Regions from separate parts of the Mus musculus genome. Here region 2 is linked to region 1. A link is a contact called in public promoter capture Hi-C data. All regions are on one chromosome and are shown on one strand. The core of a region is the stretch at or near the end of the contact, and the rest is flanking DNA. Distances in the headings are between cores, read along the strand shown.

Evidence for each region. Capture Hi-C pulls out chosen DNA fragments and counts their contacts.
Region 2: a promoter capture Hi-C map of adipose tissue shows a contact between it and region 1. The contact joins two enhancer-like sites. A contact is called at or near these places in 1 of 484 Hi-C or Micro-C datasets (uterus), 2 of 115 datasets of contacts at active chromatin or transcription factors (extraembryonic endoderm stem cells and pancreatic cancer cells) and 3 of 9 other capture datasets (adipose tissue, embryonic stem cells and liver).

What each region holds. Positions count from the first base shown.
Region 1 is chr1:189,752,100-189,758,575 of GRCm38.p6, forward strand. The region is part of intron 1 of Ptpn14 (protein tyrosine phosphatase, non-receptor type 14); the gene reads left to right. Among named protein-coding and RNA genes, the nearest start is that of Gm51739, 23 kb to the right of the region's middle. Within about 2 kb of position 4,797, at least 77 of the 459 cell types and tissues checked have an H3K27ac peak or open chromatin away from gene starts, as enhancers often do. A contact at or near this core is called in adipose tissue and uterus, where this site is marked.
Region 2 is chr1:189,878,808-189,885,116 of GRCm38.p6, forward strand. It overlaps Smyd2 (SET and MYND domain containing 2), which reads right to left. Exons shown (of 12, transcript NM_026796.2): 10 at 5,017-5,191; 11 at 3,302-3,410; 12 at 1,685-2,059. The coding sequence ends at 1,979. Among named protein-coding and RNA genes, the nearest start is that of Smyd2, 40 kb to the right of the region's middle. Within about 2 kb of position 1,559, at least 40 of the 459 cell types and tissues checked have an H3K27ac peak or open chromatin away from gene starts, as enhancers often do. A contact at or near this core is called in adipose tissue and uterus, where this site is marked.

The DNA.
Region 1 (6,476 bases), core at 3,547-6,046:
CAGTCAGTGCTCTTAACATCTGAGCCATCTCTCCAGCCCCAGAGCACCTTTTCTTCAGGCCATGAACACACCAAGCACGTGACAGGCCTTCATCTGATGCATGGCTTTTCAATACATGGGAAAAAATGCATATTTTATTTTTCACATATAAACTCATTGTGTGCTAGAAATGTCCTGAATGGCGACTCTCCTAGTATGCCAGGCTGCGTTGGCAGAAGTGGTGTGTTTTTATTGTTTTTACGTGGCAGCCACAGTGCTAGGTGCCCACATCACATCTCCTCAGCTTTGTTTTGCCACAGAAGGAGCTGATGTGAGTGGCATGCTGGCTGATAACGCTTGCCTTCAGCGAGTTGCCCAGGGAATCACTGTAGGCACACATCTGCTCTTTGTACATTTGCTGTGACCTAGCTCTGGAAGGGAGGTGTCTTCTTATTCCCTCCCACAGCCTCCATTTGTAGACTCTTACAGTTCCTGCTGAGAGATGACATGTAGCCCTGTGGCCACTGTGGATTGATTTTTATCTTCAAAGCGCTAGGGATGTGTGGGTGGAGTGGTAGCATTGTAACCCCAGTATTGGGAGAGGTGGAGGCAGGGGGATTAGAAATTCAACGGCATCCTTGGCCACAGAGTGAATTTGGGGCCATCCTGGGCTACACAAAACCGTATTTTAAAGACAGAAAGAGAGAGAGAGAGAGAGAGAGAGAGAGAGAGAGAGAAAGACAGACAGACAGACAAGCAGGAAAGTGTTTAGCCCCTTTAAGGAGACACTAGCCTTGGGCTTCTAGCAAGGAATGTTTGTGACATGCTTGACCTCGGCCTGTGTGACCTGCAAAGGGAGGACTGTGACAGCATTCCAGGGACCTGGTGACACATTCATGCTTCTCTGTCAGGCTCCATCCACCAGGGATGCTCAGGGATGGAGAGGTGTGTATGGAGCGTGTACCACAGTAAAGTGGGGACCCGAAGGGCTGCAGACTGCACGACGCCTGCCAGGGCTGGCTGTGGAATCCTTGTTGGCAGCTGTGGCGGGTGAGGTGGACTTGATGAGGAATGCCAGTGTCCCCACCTGAGGTGGGACCCTTTTGCACAGAGGCTCTCATCCTTCCTAATGCTGCCAGCCTTTAATACAGTTCCTCACACTCTGGTGACCCCCCGATGTAAAGTTACTTTTGTTGCTCCTTCAAAACTAATTCTGCTACCATTATGAATCGTAATGTGAATGAATAGCTGATATGCAGGACATCTCATATGTAACCCCAAAGGGGTGGGGAGGCTCACAGTTGAGAATCTCTGCTTGTGCAGTTTACTCTGGTTTCCAGGCTCCTGAGCTCATGGGAATCAGGCTCTGTTGCAGTCTCCACTCTTGTTCTTGAGTCTTCTCTGCTGAAAACCGTGGGTTTTTAAACGTAGTGTATAAAGGATGTTTCCTTGTGACATTTCATACCTAGATAGCAGCATAGCTCACACACACACACACACACACACACACACACACACACACACACATGCATACACACATATGCACCCATGAGCACATATGCACAGACATACACACATTCACTCACACATGTATGCACGCACACACACACACATCCATATACACATGCTTGCAGGTACACACATACAAGCACATACACACACGCACAAACATACACATATGCATTCAGGTACATATGCATGCATGTATGAGTGTACCGGCACATACATAGACACATGCATTCACACATGCATACATATGCATGTAGGCACACACATATGCATACACGCGCGCATGCACACACACACATACACACACACACACACACACACACACACAGAGTTAAATCTATGCAATGTCTTTCTCACCCTTTACCCTTTTGTTCCCCCTCCCCACTTTAGCTCCTTTTCAACCCTGTCCTAGGCGCTCCTCTTCTGTCCTCCATATGCAGACTCAGGACTTCTTTCTGCCCTTACTGTCTATTTGGCATTTCCTGTTAAGCTGGACCGATTTCGTGAATTACCGTAGTCTGTTTTGAAAGGCAGGCATCTGAAAACCTCAGCATAGTTCACTGCTATTGTATTTTTATTGTTTTAGATGCAGTTTGTAGAGTCAACAACAAGAGAGACGGTGCCTGTAGAAGGAGTAGCCAGTGTGTGGTGTCCTCACAGGCCACGGTGGTCCCTGTCTGTGGTGCTGCATCCCTTCAGCTCTGGCTACCTTCAGCCTCTCACTGCTGTGCCACAGGGGACGGGCACACTCGGCTTCAGTTGCCCTGCTATCTCTTTTCATTCAAGTGTTGGTGATGGAGCTCAAGGCTTTGTGCTGTGCACAGTTGCTCATCCACTGAGCTGTCGCTCTCACAGGGCTTGCATTCATAACTGGTGCCTTAGCTTTTAAAGTTACTTTTATCTGTATGGTGTGTGTGTGTGTCTGAATATGTTTATATCTGTATGTGGGTCTGTGTCTTTATGTGTGTGTGTTTATATGTGTACCTCTGTGTGTTCGTGTGTGTTTATGTGTGTGTATATGTTTATGTCTGTGTATCTGTGTGTTTATGTGTGTGTCTGTGTGTGTATGTTTATGTATGTGAGTGTCTGTATTTGTGTCTGTGTTTATATGTGACTGTATGTGTCTGTGTGTCAGAAGTCAATGCCAGGTGTCTTTTATTTATTATTTATTATTTATTATTTATTATTTATTTATTTATTTATTTATTTATTTGGGCAGGGTCTCCCTCCGAATCTAGAATTTGTTGTTTTAGCAATGCTGGTGGTGAGCGAGCCCTGAGAGCCTCCGGTCTCCCCGCCACCCGTAGCACGGGGTTAGAGACGTGCACTGCTGTGGCTGACTTTACCTGTGGTGCTGGACATCCACATTCAGGTCCTCTTGCTTGCTCAGCAAGTACTTTCCCTCTACTGAGCCATCCCTCCAGCCCCTTATTTTGAATTTCAAACGACAGCTTTCCTAGAGTAGGAGAGTGCAGGCCCCTGTGGACATTTGTCATCTGGATAGAGTTGAAGAATCTTTCATTTAATATTAGACTCCAAGGGTTTGTACAAGCTGTGGCCTCTGCCACCCAGCAGACCTTTATGCAGGATGAGCTGCATGGGCGAGGAGCAGCTTGGTTATCCAAATGAGCATGCCCGGGCAGGAGGCGCGAGGCGGCGGCCCTGGCTTGTGCGTCTCTCCTTCCAAACTCTCTCTGGAATGCATCTGTAACTGCAGGAGATCTTTCCAGCTGTCCTGGAGGCTCAGTGCACTGTAGGCACAGAGCCGGACTGTGGGATGAAAAGGGTCTGTCCAGGTGGCTGCAGACTCAGAACCTTGGGGTGGGAGGGTGTGGAGATGTGGTTGTATCTGATGCAGGCCTCATCTTTTGTTTTGTTTTAACTTAAAAGCACTTAATAAAATTTCTGAAGCCATAGACTAAAACCATCATACCTAAAGTATGAAACAGAATTAAGGCAGACCAAGGCCTTTTTCCTGAGAGCATCATCTTAACCTCCGTGCTACTCGAAGGGAATATTTGTGTGGTCATTTCTCTAGTTTACCTTTCTAGTTTCAGTTCAGCTGAAGGGAACTTTACTTAAAACCAAAAAAGATGTTTTTAAATAACAGAAGTGGGGATGGTAGTGTGGGCCTTTAATCCCAGCACTTAGGACCTGGGTGGGAGGATTGCTGAGTTCAAGACTAGCATATCCCATATATTGAGTTCAAGGCCAGCCTGGGCTGTGTTTATCCAAACCTGGGCTGTATTTTCAGAACACGAAGCAGCAACTGACAAGGCTGATCTCTTTCCTGACTCTCTCCCAGCTGCCCCAAACCATGCTTGTTTTAGAAGAGTGGGTTTTCTATGCCACACCCACACCCGAACCCCCAGATAATAATTTCCATGGTTTGGTGCTAGGGCTTGCATGCAGGTCCTCATGCCTGCCAGTTAATTCTTCTACCACTGAGGCAAATCCCAGCCCCGAAATTTCCTAGTTGTGTTTTCAGTTATAGAGAGTGGAGTGAGGGAGATGGGGGTGGCGAAGAGGAAGAAGCCAGGGAGAGGGACAGCTCTAGCTTACTCCCTTGCACTGGGAGGCCAGAGCTCTCTGTTCTCAGCCTTAGTTTTTGAGACCAGGTCTCTCACTGACCCTGACATTTGTCAATTAGGAATCTCTGGCCGATCAACATACACGCTCCAGGAATCCATTTGTCTTTGCCCAGCTCCTGCCCACTGCTGGTATTACAAATGCTTGCTGCCATGCTCTGATGGGACCCGGGAATTGAACTTGGGCCCTCATATCAAAAGGATGAGGATCTGAGAGAACTTGACAAAGAAGTCTCCATGAAGGGGAGGGCGCAAGGGCTGGGAGCACATGCAGAAGGCAAGCCTTCCAGCCCAGGGTGTGCTCGAGAAGTCAGGAGGAAACTAATATGACTGGTGCCCCGTGGGTGGAGTGGGGTAAGATGGGAATTCTCTTCCAGCTGGGATATGAGGGCAACCCACGGAGCATGTGCGATTCTGGAAATAGGAGGATTTTCCTAGGAGAGACACCCAATGCATCCTGTCTTCCAGAGCTTCTCTTTGTGTGTGCGTGTGTTTTATTTCTTTGTATCGGAGTTAATCCAGTGTTTTCAAACACCAGACCCTGTTCTATTTCCCTTGAATCTGTTCCCAAGGAAAGTAAATATTTACAGCCCCGGTGGTAAGGTGTGTTGCTTGGGTAAGCGTTCAGGAATAGGCGACTTCACACGCAGTTTAGCAAACCGTGTTCTGTTTTTGTTTTGCTCCGCTGCTAATCAGGCAAGAATGATTTCGGCAGGAAAGTCCGTATCTTACCCAACCATCTGTCACAGGAATGCAGCGCCCTGGCAGCCGTCATCGCCTGATGAACACTCTCTGGGACTGCTCTCTTTTACCCATGTTCTAGGGGAGGCAGCAGTATATTTTGCTGGTCACTGCCTCCCTTGCAAAGGACCTTTCAAACTGTAGGCCTTAGAGGCAAAAGCCAAAAAAAAAAAAAAAAAAAAAACCAGTACAGGGAGCCCTTTCCAGCCCGGTCCTTTAGCTGTAAAAGGAGGGTGAAGAAATTAGGGGGCCGAGAATGATTTACTGCTGTGTCATGGGCCTTGTCCTCTGTGCACAGCGCGGTACAGGGAGTTTCCCATGAGAACCTGGGGATGAGGGTGTCGGGTGCAAATCTAGCTCTTGGTTGGGGGGGTCCAGTGTGCTTTCTGCCGTATGCTTTGGAAAGGGCTCAGGAGAACCTTATTAACTAACTGCACGCAGAGCTTTGGTTGAGGCCCCAAAGTTTCAGTCCCTTCTTAGTTCAGCCAGGAAAAGTTGCCTTTTGTCAGAGGTAACTGCCAGTCACAGAGAGATGGCAGCGTGTCTCCGGAGAGGAGGAGGAAAGCCCTTTTACGGGATTACTGATGTACTGAACAGTTTTGGAATCTCGTTGACTATGTGGGTTGTTCCCCAGATGTCATCTAACCCCTGGAAGAGGTGTGTTCCCATGGGAGGTGCTCGACTAGCCAGGGGTCCTTGAGGTGCACCAGCCTGGGATGTTAGGGTGAGAAATTGCTCCGTCCTTAGTCACCGCTGTAAACGAGGGCAGGTCGCTTGTTAACTGGAGAGACTGGGGTCCAGACAGGCTTGGGGTCCAGGTGTCTTAGCAAACTGCCTGCGTATATACTTCTAGTACCTGATTTGGGCGAGGCCAGGCTGAGAGCTCTCAGATCCTGTGTCTCATTCAGGGTTCTAATCAGTTTTGTTCTGATTCTGAGGGAGGCATTTATGGCAAGGTCCTCGGAGCCCTCAGTTATGTGGCGTTGTAGAACTGAATTGTGGGGTGAAGGCTTGACCTGGGGAGAGAGGACTTGATGCATATAGTCTCATTTTCAGATTTGTTTGGGGACAGAGTCTGCCCTCCACCCCCAAGGCATTATCGTCATGGCTCCACGGGTTAGGGTGCAGCTCAGTTATTAGGGTGCCTGGCCAGCTTTTGTGAGGCTGAGGTTTCCACCCCCAATATCGTGACGACCGAGAACGTGCTCAGAGCTGTAATCTTAGCACTTGGGAGATGGAGGCAAGAGTTCAAGGCCAGCCTATGCTACACGACGCCCTTAGCTCAAAAACACTAGTTCCCCCACTAAAATTAAATGTAAAGTTCTTTTGAGGGGACTCCAAATTTGTGTAATCAGACTCTGTTAGTATACTGTACGGGTCCCACAAACATCTGAGCAGCCAGCTGAACTCTCTCCCTGTGCCACCCAACTTCTGCATCAGAATCCCACATCCACCACAATGAACTGTCCTGACCTTACCCTCTCTACCTCAGTTTCCCTGTTGGTAAGCCGGGGCTGGGAGCAGCAGCACTTATTTTATAGGATTATTGTAACACATGCAAAGGATTTAGAGCAGGTATTGGTAGTTAGTAGGGTGCTTGGTGCAACGTATTTGAAGGCCAGCCTTCAAATCATTTTACCAAACACCCATCAAAGGGTT
Region 2 (6,309 bases), core at 309-2,808, 120 kb after region 1:
AGTTGTGTGCATAATGAGTTTCTTGCTTCTGAAACACAGCTCCAAAACCCTTGGACTTCCCTGAATGAAATGAAAGTGCTAAGTTTGAAGAGGGAGATGGTAAGATACTGCTTTTGTTCCAGGCAAACACCACAAGACCTTCCCTTTCCCTCCACAGAGAGCCCTGTCTCAGAAAAGAACCAGGTAACACCACATACCATGAATATTCGTCCTGAGGGAATCAGGACAGCTGCACTTCAACGCTGCAAAGAACGGGAACAACTGCTAAGTGCAGAAAAGCTGGCCCCTGTCAAGCCAGAAAGGCAGCTCACAAAACCATGTCAGGATCTGCCTTGTTTGCCTGAGTGTACTGTACATGGGGTGGGCAGACAGATCTTACAAAGTTCCCTTTACAATGGCTTCCCTGCCAGGGTGGGGCACACTCTTCTAATTTACTGAGAAACTGAAATCTTTGTGAGTTATAAAAATGGCAGCCCAAGCTTGTGTGAGGCTCAGCAGTGGCATGGACACTAAATCAGCATGCTTAAACACTGCCTCAACATGAAGATCAGGGCTGTCTAGAGTCGTGCACTGGACAAGTGTTCTGCATAGAGGAGATGCTCATGGGAAGACTGCGCCCTACAGGAGAAAATAATTCTACCAGTTAAACCCAAGTGTGTGCAGTAAGCTGAGAACTGACCATATATAGGAGAGGGGGAAGCACACTTGTCTATAGTCAGTCAGTCAGTCATGGTAACATCACAGACAGGCAGGGGACCCTCCATTACAGTGACAACACAGGCAGGCAGGGGATCCTCCATTACTGTGACATCATAGTCAAGCGAGGACCCTCCATTACTGTGATATCAGAGACAGGAAGGGGACTCTCCATTACAGTGACATCACAGACAGGCAGAGGGACCCTCCATTATGATGACATCACAGACAAGCAGAGGGACCCTCCATTACAGTGACATCACAGATTAAGTAGGGGGACCCTCCATTATGGTGACATCACAGACAAGCAGAGGGACCTCCATTATGGTTATGGTGACATCATAGACATGCAGAGGGTTCTTCCATTACTGTGACATCACAGACAAGCAGAGGGACCCTCCATTAAGTATGACTTGTCACCTTGTGGGGAAGTCACTCTCTCTGGAGTACAGAGACTTTCCTACAAGAACCATCCCTGCCCTGGGGGCAGCGGCTCCTCAGCTTAGGAACTGCTGATGAAGAGCTCCAGGCCACTGCTGTCCAGCCTGCCAGCCTGGAAGGAGCTGGTTCCTGCAGGCGTGGGGGTTAGAGACCAGTGTTTGCTCACAACACATGGTTGGTAAGGAAATTTTTTTTTCCCTCCTCAAGCTTACCCTGGAGCCTTTCCAGGAGAGAGCCACACAGGGAATCATCCACGGAAGGAGAGGGGAGGTGTCAGGAAGACAAAGCTCAGCCAAGCGTCTCCAGAAGGTTCCAAGGGGAAGCCTGCGAGAGGCCAAGTCCAGTGCCAGGGAGGTGCGCCCAGGCCAGCGACCTCGCCCTGCACCTTCCCTCCTGCCTGCTGTCTTCCTCCAGTCACTGTTCTGTGACAGTAACTGCAGATGGAAGATGACTAACCCGCTCCCGGGCAGAGACCGGGGCTCGAGGAGCGATGGAGAAGCCCCCGCCCCCACCCACAGCATCCTCACAGACATTCAGAAACCAAGGCTTCAATGACTGGCTCTTTTATTTTCTTCCTCGGTCAGCTCCACTGAGCATTCCTACAGGCACAGAGGGAAAAGTCGTTGCATCTCTAAAGCTCAATCTGCCGAAAATATATATTCTGTGAACTCATGCCATGGCCTTGGAGAGAAGGCAAGCACTGGAAATGAACTCAAGGTCAGAGCTGAACGTGAACCTGAAACATAGCACGGCAAGGCTTTGCAGAGGGCTGGGGTGACCCGTGAGGTCGGAAATACTCAAGTCCTGTGAGTGAGGTCGCAGACGGAAAGCTGGGGTGCAGTCAGTGGCTCTCAATCTCCTGCTTGATTTCAGAGATGTACGGATGGTCCTTGCCGTGAGCTACCTCCATGATGGCAATGGCCTAGGGCAGAGCAAAGGACATGGGGCGGATGAGCGCGACATCTGACATCGCTGCTGCCTGTCCCACAGTCCCAGCCCAGCAGGGGTGCATGCTGCCCGTCAGTGCTTCAGAGCCTGGCAGGCAAACCACCTCTCACAGGCTCCTCCTCACCCTGCAAAGACACTCGTAGGAGACAAAGAAGGGCTCACGTCATCCCCACACGCTCTGAACCCACTGTTCTAGGCGTTTTGGACGCCATGGTGCTTTCCAATGGTGACCTAACCAGGTGCTCTTCCCTAGTGTCACTGAGAAAACAGATGTGACATCAACAGAAGGGACCCTGGGCCTTCAATCTCCACAGACACTTTGGGAGATGTGGGGACTGGGCTAGTCTGTGGCTGCAGTATTTATTTATTTGTACAAAGTGAAGCAACAGATCAACTCTGAAGTCACACTGTGCTGTTAACGTCCATGTAAAACACAAGGAGATTCCATATCTCAGGAGGGGGAGTCCGTCTCCATGAGGGGTTCTCCACAGACAACAGGCTGGGGAATCCTTGGAGCTCAATGCAGACTGGCCTGACCTAGTCTGTGACCTGCAGGTCAGTGAGAGCCTGACGACCATGGGGACCGTCCTGAGGAACTATACCTGAGGTCGTCTTCTTGCCCCCATATTTATAAGCACACCTGTATGCGAGCAAGCACAGGCACACGCACTAGATGGTAAACTCGTGGGAGTCCCTGCACTTTCTGCACAGGCGTTTCGGTCCCAGCATGGCTGATGAGATTAAAGCTTCCAGCGTCAAAGGTCCTATATGAAGGACCACCACGCACCCTAGACTCCTCAGGTAACTCTCTGGAGCCGTCCCCATCCGGAAAGGCTATCTCAATACTGTAAATATGACTGGCTTTGATGAATGGGGATGGTGGTTAAGTTCATTTTAGAATTTCCCCAGGCCACGCAATCACACTGAGTGGCCCTCCAGATCCAACCCTTTGACTTTAGACTAGGTATTGGCCTCTCGGTCCTAGAGTAGAACTCTTCTCACAGCAATCCTAGCTCAGCCCTCTTGCTTCGTGCGCTCCTATCCAGAGGGCCTGGGCTAGACCAAGTGTAAGGCACCCCAGGATGACATGACCAGAGGGTAGTCCACAGCGAGTCACCCTCAGCTTCTGCAGCCACTGGCCTCCCAGGGCACAAGGGCACTTGAGAAGCAGACCTGACTAACTGCTTGGACGCCCGGCCTTAAGCCCCAAACGTACCTTCTTCAGGGCCTTCTCGCCGGCCGCTTTGTTTTCCAGACCCATGTACAGTCTTCCCAGCTTCAGCCACATGGAAGCCACGTTGAGGGAGTACACGGGGTAGTGCTTACTGGGAAGGGAGAGATGGCAGGTCACCAAGTCAGAGTCTGCCGGGCTCTCCCCAAAGCCCACCCGGTGCCGGGTAGAGTGTGAGGTGGGCTAGTGTGCACTATCAGAGGCACTGTGAATGCCCCGCCACCGTTTCCTTTTGGATGAGGCTGCATCAAAACTGATGGGGAAATCTTACCGTGAAGCACGCATCAACACAACTTCAGCCCTAACCCAGACTCGTCTGTTTCAGCTGTCCTCAGACCAAGGCGCCAGGGAAATGTCAGAGCAAATGTTGCTTCCACACAGACGGCAAAAAGGCCTCCTCCCTCCCACTAGGCAGACAGGACACACACGTCACACGCATGTGCACACTCACATATATCTGAGGAACCCAACTGTCTGCTAAACCCTGAGCCCTCTGATTTCTTGGTCTAACTGTCTGTCTGTCTTGCTCTCGCTCTCACTCTGCTCTGCTGCCTAGCAGAACTGTGCGTCCAGTTCAGGTTTTCTCTCTGGTTTAAACTGAGGTCTGCCTGATGGAGTCTGCTCAAGAGCGACCCATTTTCCTGGGAACAGAGCCCAGAGCCCAGGATACAGCTGTTGTGGGTGAGTGAGTGTGCAAATGTGGAAAATGTGCATCCTCCAGGCCAGTGTGCTCTATTCTGTCTATGTTGACACTCTGTCCCAAAGACTGAAGACAGAATTCCCAGGCAGGAGGAGGCGTGCTGCCTACAGGAAGCCTTGGGTCGTGTAGCGCCGACCACCGTCCCCACAAATCTGAGGCCTGGGATGCTGTCTGCCTGGGTCCCTCTCTGAGAGGAAGGTTTGAGGCAGGGGAAAGGTCAGAGGTCTCCAACTTGGTTCATTCCAGGAGCAAGTTTGAACACCTGGCGTCCTCTTTGGCTCCCCCTGCTGGCTCTCCAGAGCACAGTGGGTAAACAGATGGCAGAGATCAGGGGATGTGGGGGCCGACCTCACTGCAAGTTTCCAGTCCTCTTGGACTCACCATGATCACCAGACATGTTCTGGGGGAGGGGACTTCCAGCCTAATGCTCACACTGCTCCATAGCTCATCCCCCTAGTGTGCAGGCCTTGGGGAGCTCTGCAGTGAGGGGTCTCAGCCTCGGAGTGGCTGGCCACACACAATGACAGTGCTGTGCATTCCTACCTCCCACATTAACGTCTGGTGACCCGCTAGGATGGACCATTTCTCTGGCTCAGTCATTATTTCTACAAATGGGAATCTCATCTTGTTTTATTTGACTGAGCCAAACCGTGAGTCCTAGAGGCTGGTGAAATGCAGCTGGGATTGCAGTGTGCGGAGGCAGCAGGCAGTGTGTGGGAGGAGGTTGGGAAGGAGGCTGTGGTACGCCCCCGCCCTCTGCCTCCACTCACCAGGTCAAAAGTGTCACTTAACACAGAAGAGGCAGGTGGGCACAGATGTGAACGACTGACTGACTTTCTAACCCTGGCCTGAGGGGACTTCTGTGGGTAGCCTGTGACACTCTGCCTCAGGAGGGAGCTCCCTGGCAGGACAGAGGAGGCCAGCTCGGTGGGGAGAAGCCCGGACCTGCATGCAGATGTGCTCACCCCGAGCAAGCCACCCAGTTCCGCCCGGCGCTCACCTGTACGGCTTAATGATCTTCTGCCCGTATTTCAGGGCTCCCTCCCAGTCCTGCATGTACAGGCAGACGCCCATGGCCTGGTACATCATGTGCAGCATGTACACATTGCTGTCCTCAAACACGGAGCTCATCTTCTCCTGGCTAAGCTCGCAGATCTCCAGCAGCTCACTAGGGGGTGCTGAAGCGTCAAGGAAACAGGCAGCATCCCAGGTGGGGCGGGGCATCCCAGGCAGGGGCGGGGCATCCCAGGCAGGGGCGGGGCATCCCAGGCAGGGGCAGGCTGGGCCATCTCCTCCCCTCCACCCACCCTCCCCTCCCTCCTGGGTAAAGTATTGATGGGGAAAATGAAGTCAAGGGAATCGAAATTCCCTTGAAGAAACAAACTAGGGAAACACAAAGAGAGGCCTTCTTGGCCCTGCGGACGGACCAACGGCGAGGATGGAGTCCTTCATCTTCGCTAAATTCAAATCCTCATCCAGGCTGGGGGCCTGAGCAACCCAGTACCTCACGTGAGGAAGCTGTGCTGGCACAGAAACTTTTTCCAAGTGCAGAGAGCAACCCTAGCCCAGGCTCCCAAGAGGTTTCTTGCATTAGGAAGCAATGTGCCTCAAGGGCCTCAGGGTGCAGGCTGCCACTCTGGCTGTTCAGGAGGCCAAGGAGTTAGGAACTCAAGTTCAAAGCCTGCCTGGGTCGTGGAAGGTGTCCACTATCAGCCTGGACCATGCCTTGAAAACATGACATGTTTCAAAATAAAACCGGAAGGCTTCAGGCAACACCTGAGTTACTGCTCAGCCTATCATCCTCCTGCGTGTTCTCAACGAGCCACTGGGTAAAAAAGAAAAGAAAAGAGGGGTGGGGGGAGGGGTTGAGACACAGCTCAGCGGCGACGCACGTGCTGAGCATGTGCAAGGCCTTAGGTTCAATCCCTAATAATGAGAGAAGACAGAAAGAAAGATGGGGGTGGGGGAAGCAGGGCAAGGAAACAAAAGCTTCATCTTCTGCCCTCTGGGATGCAAATCCTAAGAACACAGTACGGTGGAAGAACACGGATTCTGCTGACCAAACCCTAGTCCTGCCACCACCAAGCGTCCCTGAGACGGGGCCGTGTATCTAAGGAACTCTTTCCTCGTGGGCTTGGTAGCAATGGCCACTAGTCAGTGTGCCGTGGATGGGGGGCTGAGGTGAGCAACGTTCTTAGCACGGTGCCTACCTGTACTAAAACATCAACAACATAGCTCCTCTGAAGGTAGCCTTCCCCCATGTGGCACTCCTGGCCACTTCAGTCTAGTGAGG